Regions from separate parts of the Sus scrofa genome. Here all the other regions are linked to region 1. Evidence: chromatin contacts called from public HiChIP or PLAC-seq data. All regions are on one chromosome and are shown on one strand. Each heading gives the region's core, a stretch centred on a gene start, on an enhancer-like site or on the middle of the called end of the contact. The rest is flanking DNA. Distances are from core to core; before and after follow the strand shown.

Region 1 (3,276 bases), core at 237-2,736:
TGATATTTACATGTAATTTAAAAATTATTCTTTAGGAGTTCCTCTGTGGCTTAGTGGGTTAAAGATCTGGTATTGTCACTGCTGCAGCTCAGCTTGTTACTGTGGTGTGGGTTCGATCCCTGGTCTGGGAACTTTCACATGCAGTGAGTGGGGCCAAAAACAAGTATACTTTAAATTTTACTCAAATCCAAGTATCTACAAAGATGGTATTGGGGAAATTTACATAGTAGGGGTGTGAATAAGAAAACCTAGCAGAATGCATAATGCTCTGCTTCCTAAAAATTTTTCATTTTAAATGTAATTATAGGCAAGACGATCATCTTAATAGCTGTTGATTATCTTAGTGAACCACCAGGCGCATTCCTTATGATAAAATTAAATTACTAAGAGAAAATTACTGAGAATTATTTAATGCTGATATACCTTTTAAATAGTTAACTTTTAATATTCACAATGTAGTGCTTGGTGTCCTTGAGGAGCTTTTTTTTCTCAGAGGGTAATAAAATATGGGTCTTCTTAGTACAGCTGTAGGATGGTTTTTGATGATTTGAATCTTATACCGTTGAATGCCCAGATTTAATTTAATTGAAAAGAAAAATAAAACAGAACAAATAAACTGATTTCCTAAATGAAATCTTCTTGGCTTAGAAGATTAATTATGTTATTTGTGAACACTCGCAGTGCATCAAACATTACTCAAGATAAGGTGTAGACTTTCCACTCAGGGAACTTAAAATCTAGAGGGGGGAAGAAAAAGGCAACTTATCATGTTAAAGAGTGGTCACGGCAGAGTCTCGAATTTTCAGAACAAGTATATATAATTCCAACTCCTCCCATTCTAATTATTACGCAGGATGGGACAATTACTTTTGGGGAACAGTGGCATCCAGTGACAAAACTGGTTTACTAAGACTTGTGAGCCAGGAGCTGGTGAGGAAGGTAGATTTTTTTTTCCTCAATGAATTTTATTACATTTATAGTTGTAATTGTGATCATTACAACCCAATTTTGTAGCATTTCCATCTCAAACCTCAGGCCCCTCCCCCCACCCCCAACCTGTCTCCTTTGGAAACTATAAGTTTTTCAAAGTCTGTGAGTCAGTGTTTATTATGCAAAGAAGTTCATCGTGTCCTTTTTCTAGATTCCACATGTAAGTGATAGCATATGATGTTGGCTAACTTCACTTAGCATGATAATTTCTAGGTCCAGGTAGACGGGTTTTTCTTGTTTTTTGTTTTTTGTTTTCCAGGTAGATGGTTTTTGAGAAGGCTATTCCAAAGCTTGGTAATAGCAGATGACTGTGGATGGTTGGGAACAGGAAAAGTTCATTGAATGCCTTGGCTAACAGCTCACTGTTGAGTAACCTTTGTGCTATAAGGCACACCACTGTCAGACTGAAAATGGTCCAGACAGCACAGCACTTGACTCAGATTAATTTCATGGGCCATACTCTCGTGATGGAGCTGACTGATTGGTGTGTAATAGCAATTCCATAAATGGAAAATATGTCAACAGTGGGATGAGCCACTCTGAGAGGGGACAGTGTAGTCAGGATGTCAGGAGCATGGGACCATGCCCTGTGTGTGATGTGTCCTCCCTGGCCATGAGCCAGATGGGTCAGCTTGTAGCAGGAGTCACAAGTTTGGCACGTGGTGGTAGCCTCTCCCGCAGAAACACAAACTGCTTTACTTTGTGCCCAGTCTAAAGGTGGGTGTATATCTGGAACAGTGATGGATCCAGGCAGTGATGGTGGCAATCTGCGCGGGTCTGGCTCAATCTGAAGCTTGATTTCAGTCATTCTCAATGAAGAATGGACTCTTTCCTGGGCATCTATGTGAATTACCTGAATCATCCACTCAGCAGCTGTGATTTGCTTCCATAGTTTTCAGACTCAAAAGGTGCTGTCTTTAATCTTCCAGTCTGCAGTTTTCCAAGTGGCAACCAAACAGGCAGGCTATTGGCAATAGTCCAAGAATCAGTAAAACTATAACAGATTTATCCAGAGGAGTTCTGGCCAGAGACATGAGAATAACCTTGAAATCTGCCCCCTGAATAGAGTGACTCTGCCCTTTGTTGGTCCTTCACAGTTCTCACTGGGGTTGAAAGGCACAGCAGACCAGTGAAGACCATTAGGTTTCAGATTAGTGAACCAGGCCCAGAGACTCTATCTAAGTGGTAAAATCATTACTGATAGAGACTTGCAGCTCAAAGGGGTCATTAGGGCTGTGGGGCCCCAAGGGGACTAGCATTCTCTACATGTGGCTTCTCTTGGTCACAAATGTCTATAAACATTTACAATACAGGCATGGAAAGTATCCATACCAACTGTACATCCAGTGTGAAAGCCACACAAATTATATATATATATATATAATATATTAATAATGTAATATTAATATATAAATTATATGTAAATTATATATAATTATATATTATTATATGTAATTTTAAAGTAAATATATCTATTAAAAAATATATATAAAATATATTTTAGGGCCACTCCTATGGCATATGGAAATTCTCAGACTAGGTGTCAAATTGGAGCTACAGCTGCAGGCCTATGCCACAGCCACAGCAACGCCAGATCTGAGCTACATCTGTGACCTACACCATAGCTCGCGGCAAATGCCAGACCCTTAACCCACTGATCGAGGCCAGGGATGGAACCCGCATCCTCATGGATACTAGTCAGGTTTGTTTCTGCTGAGCCACAGTGGGAACTCTCAATATATTGTAAACTTTCCTTCTCCACTTTGAACAGGCCCCACCAGCGGAATCCTGACATCTCTTCTCCCTGCAGATTGGGTTGGAGCATGACTTTGGCACCCTTAACCAACGAAGCCATAGTAGTTTGAGTCTCTCCCCACTGAAGTTCCCCTGCTTGGATAGATGCTTGTGGCCTTTGATCCCCTCGGGGACAAGGAGATCTTGTCCCATGCCTAGTCATCATTCTCCTTAGAACAGCTGAGGTTGGGGTATGGAGGAGGGAAAAAGCAAGGATGCAGAGGCAAGGAAGGCTTGTAAGTAAGAAAGATGACTTTGAGTTTTGAGTAGTATATGGCGGCATGCAACTCAGTGAAACAAATCACACGTGCTCTCACATGTGCTCTCAATCCACACAAGGCCCTACATGGGGCAGCAGAGTCATTGTTGCCACCGTCTGTTTCAGTTTGGGAGTCCCCTTGATTCAACAGCCACCCCCCATCTCCGTCCCCATTGCTTTTCAGTTAGGGCTGTGGGATTTGCAGTTTTGGTTGACTTGGGCTTGAGGCAGAG
Region 2 (3,276 bases), core at 410-2,909, 200 kb before region 1:
ATGTGTGCCTTGCTGTTGCTCTCCCATTCCTGCAAAGACTAACCTAGAGGAAAAAATTTTACCTAAACAACTGTTTTCAGGTCTTCTAAAAAGAAGTGACAGGACAGCTCATTCATTTTTTATGCATAACAGATGGGATATGTATGCAGTTAACTAATTGTTCAAACAACTCTCAGACTTTTTACAGCATCCTGACAATTTGCAACCACCTTTCTTTCCTTTTATTTTTTATGTTTGGCCATGCCCTCGAGCTTGCAGAAGTTCCTGGGCCAAGGATTTAACCCATGCCGTGGCAATGGCCCAAACCACAGCAGTGACAATGTCAGATCCTTAACCTGCTGAGCCACATGGGAATTCTCCACCTCACTTTCTTTACAACATGAATAGGAGTTCCCTGGTGGCTTAATGGGTTAAGGATCTGACATGGTCACTGCTATGCCTCTGTCATTGTTATGGCATGGGTTCAATTCCTGGCCTGGGAACTTCTGCATGCTGCAGGCATGGCAAAAAAAAAAAAAAAAAAAAAAAAAAAGGTATATTTTTCCTTAATTCAGGACAGAGAACAAAAGCAACTTAAGGAGTTCTACTGCTCGGTCTGCATTTAATTTTTTATCAGGGGATAAAAAAATTCTCCTTGTGGCGCATGGAAACCAATCCAACTAGTACCCATGAGGATTCGGGTTCAATCCCTGGCCTTGCTCAGTGGGTCGGGGATTTGGTGTTGCCATGAGCTGTGGGGTAGGTTGAAGACGAGGCTCGGATCCCGCGTTGCTCTGGTTGTGGTGTAGGCTGGCAGCTGTAGCTCCTATTCAACCTATGAACTTCCATATGCCGCAGGTGCAGCCCTAAAAAGCAAAAAAAAAAAAAAATTTTTTTGGATAAATCCTAGGGATCAGCTTTATCAGAAACCTAATTATTTTCTAAGTCCAGTCTTTTCCATGGAGAATTCTGTCTCTCCCCATCATCAGGCTGTTGTGAGCTCCACAAGTCTCAGCCCCTCTGTTCCGATGGCTATGACAGCCAGAAATTACATACTGAACCAGCCATCCAGGTCCTGAGGTTCGCTTACACATCAAGATAAGGCCCCGTGGTGCCTGCAGCTGTAACAGGACCCATTTTTGAAAAGATGGTATCAGCAAGGCCCCGTGGTGCTGCGGCCTGTGGTTTTTTTCAATTCCCAAGTGGTCATGACAGCGAAGCTTGACTCGGAAACAAGTCTTGCTTCTCAGAATGTTCCCAGCTTGTTTCTCTCTGCTTCCCTTTCTTCATCAACAGGGCATGATGCTGGGGGAAGTGGGGGAGTGATGTGTGAAACTTCATTTCCTTTTTTTCATCCACTGAGGCTCCTAGTCTCCGTCCCGCCTAGAAATCAGCAGCTTGCAGCGTTCGGCAGGACAGACTCATTTCAGCCTCTCTGCGGCTTCCCTTCACCACATAGGACCCCACTCTTCCACAGGCTGGGGAGGCGGGGTGAGCAAGACGCTGCTGTCTTCTCTGCCCTGTTATCTTATGACACTCTCATTCCGTGTACATGCTCTAGTTTAAGAGGCGCACGTTGGCAGTGACTGAATTTTGGAGTACATGTGTGGGAGGAAAAGCATGACTAGCATCTTCCCAGCACCCATGCGGTGTGCCAGACACCACGCACAGACCAGCTCCAGGAACACATAACACCCATGGGACTGAGCAGAGAAAGAAACAGAAGGTCAAGGAGGTGAAGTGACTGGTCTAAGGCACACAGAACTGGGGAGCAATGGAGCCATAGTTCAAACCCATCACTCATTCCAGAACTCGACTTCTATTTTTCTGACTCCTTAAGTATCTATAAGTGCCACCCATTTCTTGCTAATTCCCAAATGCTACCTAGTGTTTTTATTCTGTTTCCAAAATACAGCATTAACTCCCATGCTGCTTCACATTTAATTCTTTTTTTTTTTTTTTTTTTTTAATAGCCGTACCCATGGCATAGGGAAGTTCCCTACACCACAGCTGCAGCAACACTGGATCCTTTAACCTACTGGGCAGGGGATCGAACACATTGTCTCCACAGTGACCAGAGCTGCTGCACCAGTGGGATTCTTAACCCACTGCACCACAACAGGAACTTCGAATTCCCCTTGATGAAACAATTCTCCTCTTTGAAGAATGGCAAATACTTTCATGGGGTTAACTTTGACAAATACTGAGCTCTGTCAATCACTCACAGATCGAGTTAAAATATATTTTTGACAGTGCTATTAATTTATTATAAACAAGAGTAACAATAATATAGAGACTCCTATTAATGCAAAACTCTGAAATGAAGGTGTAAAAATGAAGATTTAATTTAAAAAAAGAAATCTGTAATTCCTGTAAAAGTCAATTTATTAAGAGAAAATACTTTACAGTTCAAATTGTATATACTGTAAAAGGAGGGAGGAGAGGAGAAAGGGGGTTTTACTCATGAAATCAGGTCAGTTAACAGAGGAGAGAGCTGATCTTAAAGTGCACCCATTCCTACATGTCATCTGCTGTTACAGAAAATAACCTGGGTATAAGCAGTCTTTATAGGCTGTCAAAAAAACACTGCCTATTTTAAATCAGGAGAAAGAAAAAAGAAAACCACAGACACAAGTTTAATGTGCCTATAAAATATAAAAGGAAAAGTTATAAAAAAAAATGGTGACTAGAATGGACAATCCAAGTCATTCTCTTACTTAAAAATAAATGCAGGTCATTCTATTTTATATGGCCTACGTTTATGACTCTTAAACACAATTCTATTATTCTGCAATTCATAGGTAATAAAAATAAATTCCCACTTTAGGAAATAGAATGTGTAATCCAAAAATAGTTGCAGAGTCGAATGTCCACAAAGAGGGAAATGATTAGGTAAATCACAGTAACTCAACTCAGCAGACTCTCATATAACCGGTAAAATGTTCAAATGGAGGACAAAAAGGATGCAAATTCTACTTTTTCTTTCATTCTGACTACTGTAAAACATCTATTTAAAGGACAAAGACTGTAAGACAATATATAAAATGATATAAGTTCCACCATGGTACTGGGACTATGGTGACCCTTCTTTAAAAAAAAAAAAAAAAAAAGTTTAGGAGTTCCCATTGTGGCTCAGTGTAATGAGGATGCACGTTCAATCCCTGGCTTCACTTAATGGGTTAAAGATCCCATGTTGTTGCAAGCTGAGGATGCAGCTCGAATCCAGTGTTGCCACGACTGTGGAGTAGGTCTGCAGCTGAAGTTCTGATTTGACCCCTAGCCCGGGAACGTCCACAT
Region 3 (3,276 bases), core at 565-3,064, 130 kb before region 1:
AGGGTCTTGTTACTTGGAGTGTGGTCAGTGGACTAGCAACTCATCACATTTCTGAGAGTTTATCAGAAATGCAGCCTCTCAGCCCCAGCCCAGTTCTACTGATGCAGAAGCAGCATTTAATCAGCTCGGCAGAAGATTCCTAGACACAATAAAGTTTGAGAAGTCCGGTGCTAGAGCCTACATTCATTCGGGGCTAGATCCTACATTCATTCAACCAAGATTTATTATGCCCGGGCAGGGTCTACAGCAGGTGTTCAAAGTACAGGAGGATGTGAATGGCGTGGAAAAGGGAAAGTACAGGCATTCCATTGCAGTGGAGAAGCTCTAAAAGCAGCAACACCAGGGAGAGGGGTTCTAACAGGGTTAATAATCTTTCACCAAAATTCAGACGTGACCTGCTGCAGCTAGGCTGTGGAGATCTGGAATCTGGGAACTGGACCCCGTTTTGCAGCAGGCGGGAGGAATACAGGGGAGGTGTGTGTGTGTGTGTGTGTGTGTGTGTGTCTCTTCCCCGCCTCGGCCACAGGCCGCAGGAGCTGACAAGGCCAAGTCCCCGCCCCCCTCAGCTGTCACCCTGTCAAAACAAAGCCGCTGCTGACAGCGCAGGGCCAGCCTGCCCCGCGGCCTCGGCCAATGTCGCCACTCCAGAAGCTCGGCGCCCACATCTGGATCCGCAGCTCAGGGGTGACTGGGTGCCCAGAGCTGGCATGGAAACGGGATGGCGAGAAACGCGCGTTCTCAAACTGAGCAGTAGCGCCCGCCGCGCTGGGCTGTCACCTTGCCAAATCCTGTTTACACCCCGAGAGGCTGGCGATTCAACTAAACAAGTAATAATACAATAATGACGGGGCTGTCACCGCGCACCTTAACGCCTCTGCCGTCCGCGGAGGGCGCCCGCAGCTCTAAGACCCTGCCTCGGGCTGCACCCAACTTCCCACCCTGCGCGTTCCGCCCCTTAGAGCTCCCAAAGCGCTGGGAGTCAGGGATCCCACTCCAGCCACACTCCTTCCACCCAGCTCCGCCCCACGGAGCACAGGGAAAGGAGGGCGGAGAGGGGACGCTCAGATCCCCAAAGATGTTTTTTTGGCCCTAGGGCGCTCGCCGCACAGTGAGCCCAGCTCCACTCCCAGGAAGGCGCCTCCGGCGAGCTCCTACAGAGCAACAAAGCCCCAGGGCAGCCCAGGAGCGCGAACGCAGCGGCAACTCTTTCCAAAGGGAAGGAAGGAAAGGCTCTCCGTCGCGGAGATCAATTCTCCCTCCCGACAGGACTCTGGTCCGAGAAGCTGCTAATTGGGCGCGGGCACAGCAGCACTTCCGCGGTGCAGCGGCCCCAGGCGGGAGGCGGGAGGTGGGGGCGGGAAGGGGAGGGGGTGGGGTCCTGCGGGCCTGGCCGCTGCTCCTCGGGCGGGCCCCGAGCGGAGCGCGTACCTTGCAGGCGGAGTACACTCCGAGTTTCTCCAGTTTCTTGGCCCGCGGAGCGGAGCGCAGTTGCGCCTTCTTCACCGCGATCCGGGCCGAGCCGCCGCCTCCCGGTCCCTCGGCTGTGCCCGCCGCCGCCACCGCCGTCGCCGGTCCGCAGGCACCCGAGCCCCCGGCGGCGGCGGCGCAAGGGGAGCCTGCGGGGGCGCAGGCGGCGGCGCGGGGGGCGGCGGGGGTAGCGCCCCGAGCCCAGCCCCCGCCCCGGCCCCCGCCCCGCCGCCGCCCGGCCCGGCCCCGCCAGCCTCGGACATGCCGCCCCGGAGCACGGCAGGAGGCGCCGAGTGTCAGGCGCCGCCGCCGCCAGGGTCTCTCTCTCGGGCTCTGGTCGCCGGGAGCGCGAGACCCTCCCCCCGCGCCCTCCCGCCCCTGCGCCCACCCCCCTCCCCGCCCCCGCCCTCCCCGCGCACCGCCCGCCCGGCTCGCTCCGGCCGCGGCCCGCGCGCTGACGGTGGTGGTGGCGGCGGCAGCTGCTCCCCCCGGAGGGAGGGGACTAGCGGCTCCACGGCCGCCGCCGCCGCCACTGCGCCCGCCCTCCCCTGGCTCTTCTCCCCGGGGCCCCGCTCCGCGCGCGGGCCGCGGACATGTTCCCGGGGTGCCTGCGGCGGGTGCTGGCTCCGGAGGAAGGTCGGGCCAGGCACTCCCCCCACCCCGGTAGCTTCCCGCTGCCTGCGGGGCGTGCACCCCCCACCCGGCGCCTGGCACCAGGCGCTCGCCCGCCAGGGGGCGAGGCCAAGCCGGAGGTGGGGGGGACGAGAAGGAGGGTAGGGGCCGGCGCCCAGGCACCTGCTGGCCGCCTCCATCTCAGCAGTCCCCCTTACCCAGCCGACCCCGCCTAGGATGGGGTCGCCGGGGGCGGCAGGGGGGGGAGAGACTCCCATCATCTGTCCCTCCCCACTATTCCACCCTTTCGCAGAACGAAGACAACTTCCTCCACCCTAGCGGGAGCCAGAGGGAAAAAAAAAATATTTTTGAAAAGTACCCGTCCGTGCTAATCCTTTTCTTTGTTGGTAATTCAACCAAAATAAAAGCGTGATGTTTTCCATTTCTCTTTTTAGATACTTTTCTGCCCAACTTCTTTCCTTTAAGAACAGTTTCTTCCTATAAGCAATTTCTAGATCCCACCAGCCAGAGAAAGGAAAAGACTGTTAATCGATATTTTCTGTAATTTTTGTTTGAAAGTGCTGGTTGTTAAAAAGAATGCTAGTCCAAAAAGCACTATTAGAATGAAAGCTACTCGCAGTGGGAAAAGTTCGTTAACAGGACTCATCTCCGCAGGGTGGGACTATAACCTTGTTACTTTTTTTTCTATAATGTTGCATAGTTTTCAGAATTGATATCACCAGCATGCATATTAACCATGAAAAAAAACTTCAGCAGCGTCCAAAAGAATGTGTTGGTTTTGGCTTCAAACTTAAAAACAAAAACAAAACAAAAAACTGAAAAACTCAACTCAGCATTTTCAACTTTGTTGAAACTGTTGAAAGCTACCGTTTTCATTGTTGATGACAATGAGGGTGGTGTTTAGTAATTCAGAGAACACGTTTCAGTTTTTCATTTGAAAGCTGTGCACCTTTGGTCTGCCTCTCTAGAGCAGTTTTTGAAAACACAGGGCTATATCTCAGGACCTGTCACAAATGCCCTGCTTTTGTAATATGAGTCATAATTTTTATGTAATATGGGTCATAATGTGTGTGGGTTTTCGTGTTTGTTTTGGTTTTTTTTTTTTTTTTTTTTTTTTTTTGGTCTTTTTGTCTTTTTAGGGCTGAACCCACAGCATATGGAGGTTCCTAGGCTAGG

What was found. HiChIP or PLAC-seq counts read pairs in DNA pulled down with a chosen protein or histone mark.
Region 2: an H3K27ac HiChIP or PLAC-seq map of alveolar macrophages shows a contact between it and region 1. The contact joins two enhancer-like sites. A contact is called at or near these places in 1 of 5 promoter capture datasets (liver), 6 of 47 Hi-C or Micro-C datasets (alveolar macrophages, epiblast stem cells, fetal liver and 3 more) and 1 of 2 datasets of contacts at active chromatin or transcription factors (alveolar macrophages).
Region 3: an H3K27ac HiChIP or PLAC-seq map of alveolar macrophages shows a contact between it and region 1. The contact joins the promoter of KAT2B here to the enhancer-like site in region 1. A contact is called at or near these places in 1 of 5 promoter capture datasets (liver), 7 of 47 Hi-C or Micro-C datasets (alveolar macrophages, embryonic fibroblasts, epiblast stem cells and 3 more) and 2 of 2 datasets of contacts at active chromatin or transcription factors (alveolar macrophages and skeletal muscle).

Annotation. Positions count from the first base shown.
Region 1 is chr13:6,848,686-6,851,961 of Sscrofa11.1, reverse strand. All of the region lies in intron 9 of EFHB (EF-hand domain-containing family member B), which reads left to right. Among named protein-coding and RNA genes, the nearest start is that of EFHB, 48 kb to the left of the region's middle. Within about 2 kb of position 1,486, at least 7 of the 83 cell types and tissues checked have an H3K27ac peak or open chromatin away from gene starts, as enhancers often do. A contact at or near this core is called in alveolar macrophages, embryonic fibroblasts and fetal liver, where this site is marked.
Region 2 is chr13:7,045,639-7,048,914 of Sscrofa11.1, reverse strand. The region is part of intron 6 of KAT2B (histone acetyltransferase KAT2B); the gene reads right to left. Among named protein-coding and RNA genes, the nearest start is that of KAT2B, 62 kb to the right of the region's middle. Within about 2 kb of position 1,659, at least 14 of the 83 cell types and tissues checked have an H3K27ac peak or open chromatin away from gene starts, as enhancers often do. A contact at or near this core is called in alveolar macrophages and fetal liver, where this site is marked.
Region 3 is chr13:6,983,689-6,986,964 of Sscrofa11.1, reverse strand. KAT2B (histone acetyltransferase KAT2B) reads right to left here and starts at 1,814. Exons shown (of 19, transcript XM_021071366.1): 1 at 1,622-1,814; 2 at 1,429-1,619. The coding sequence starts at 1,730.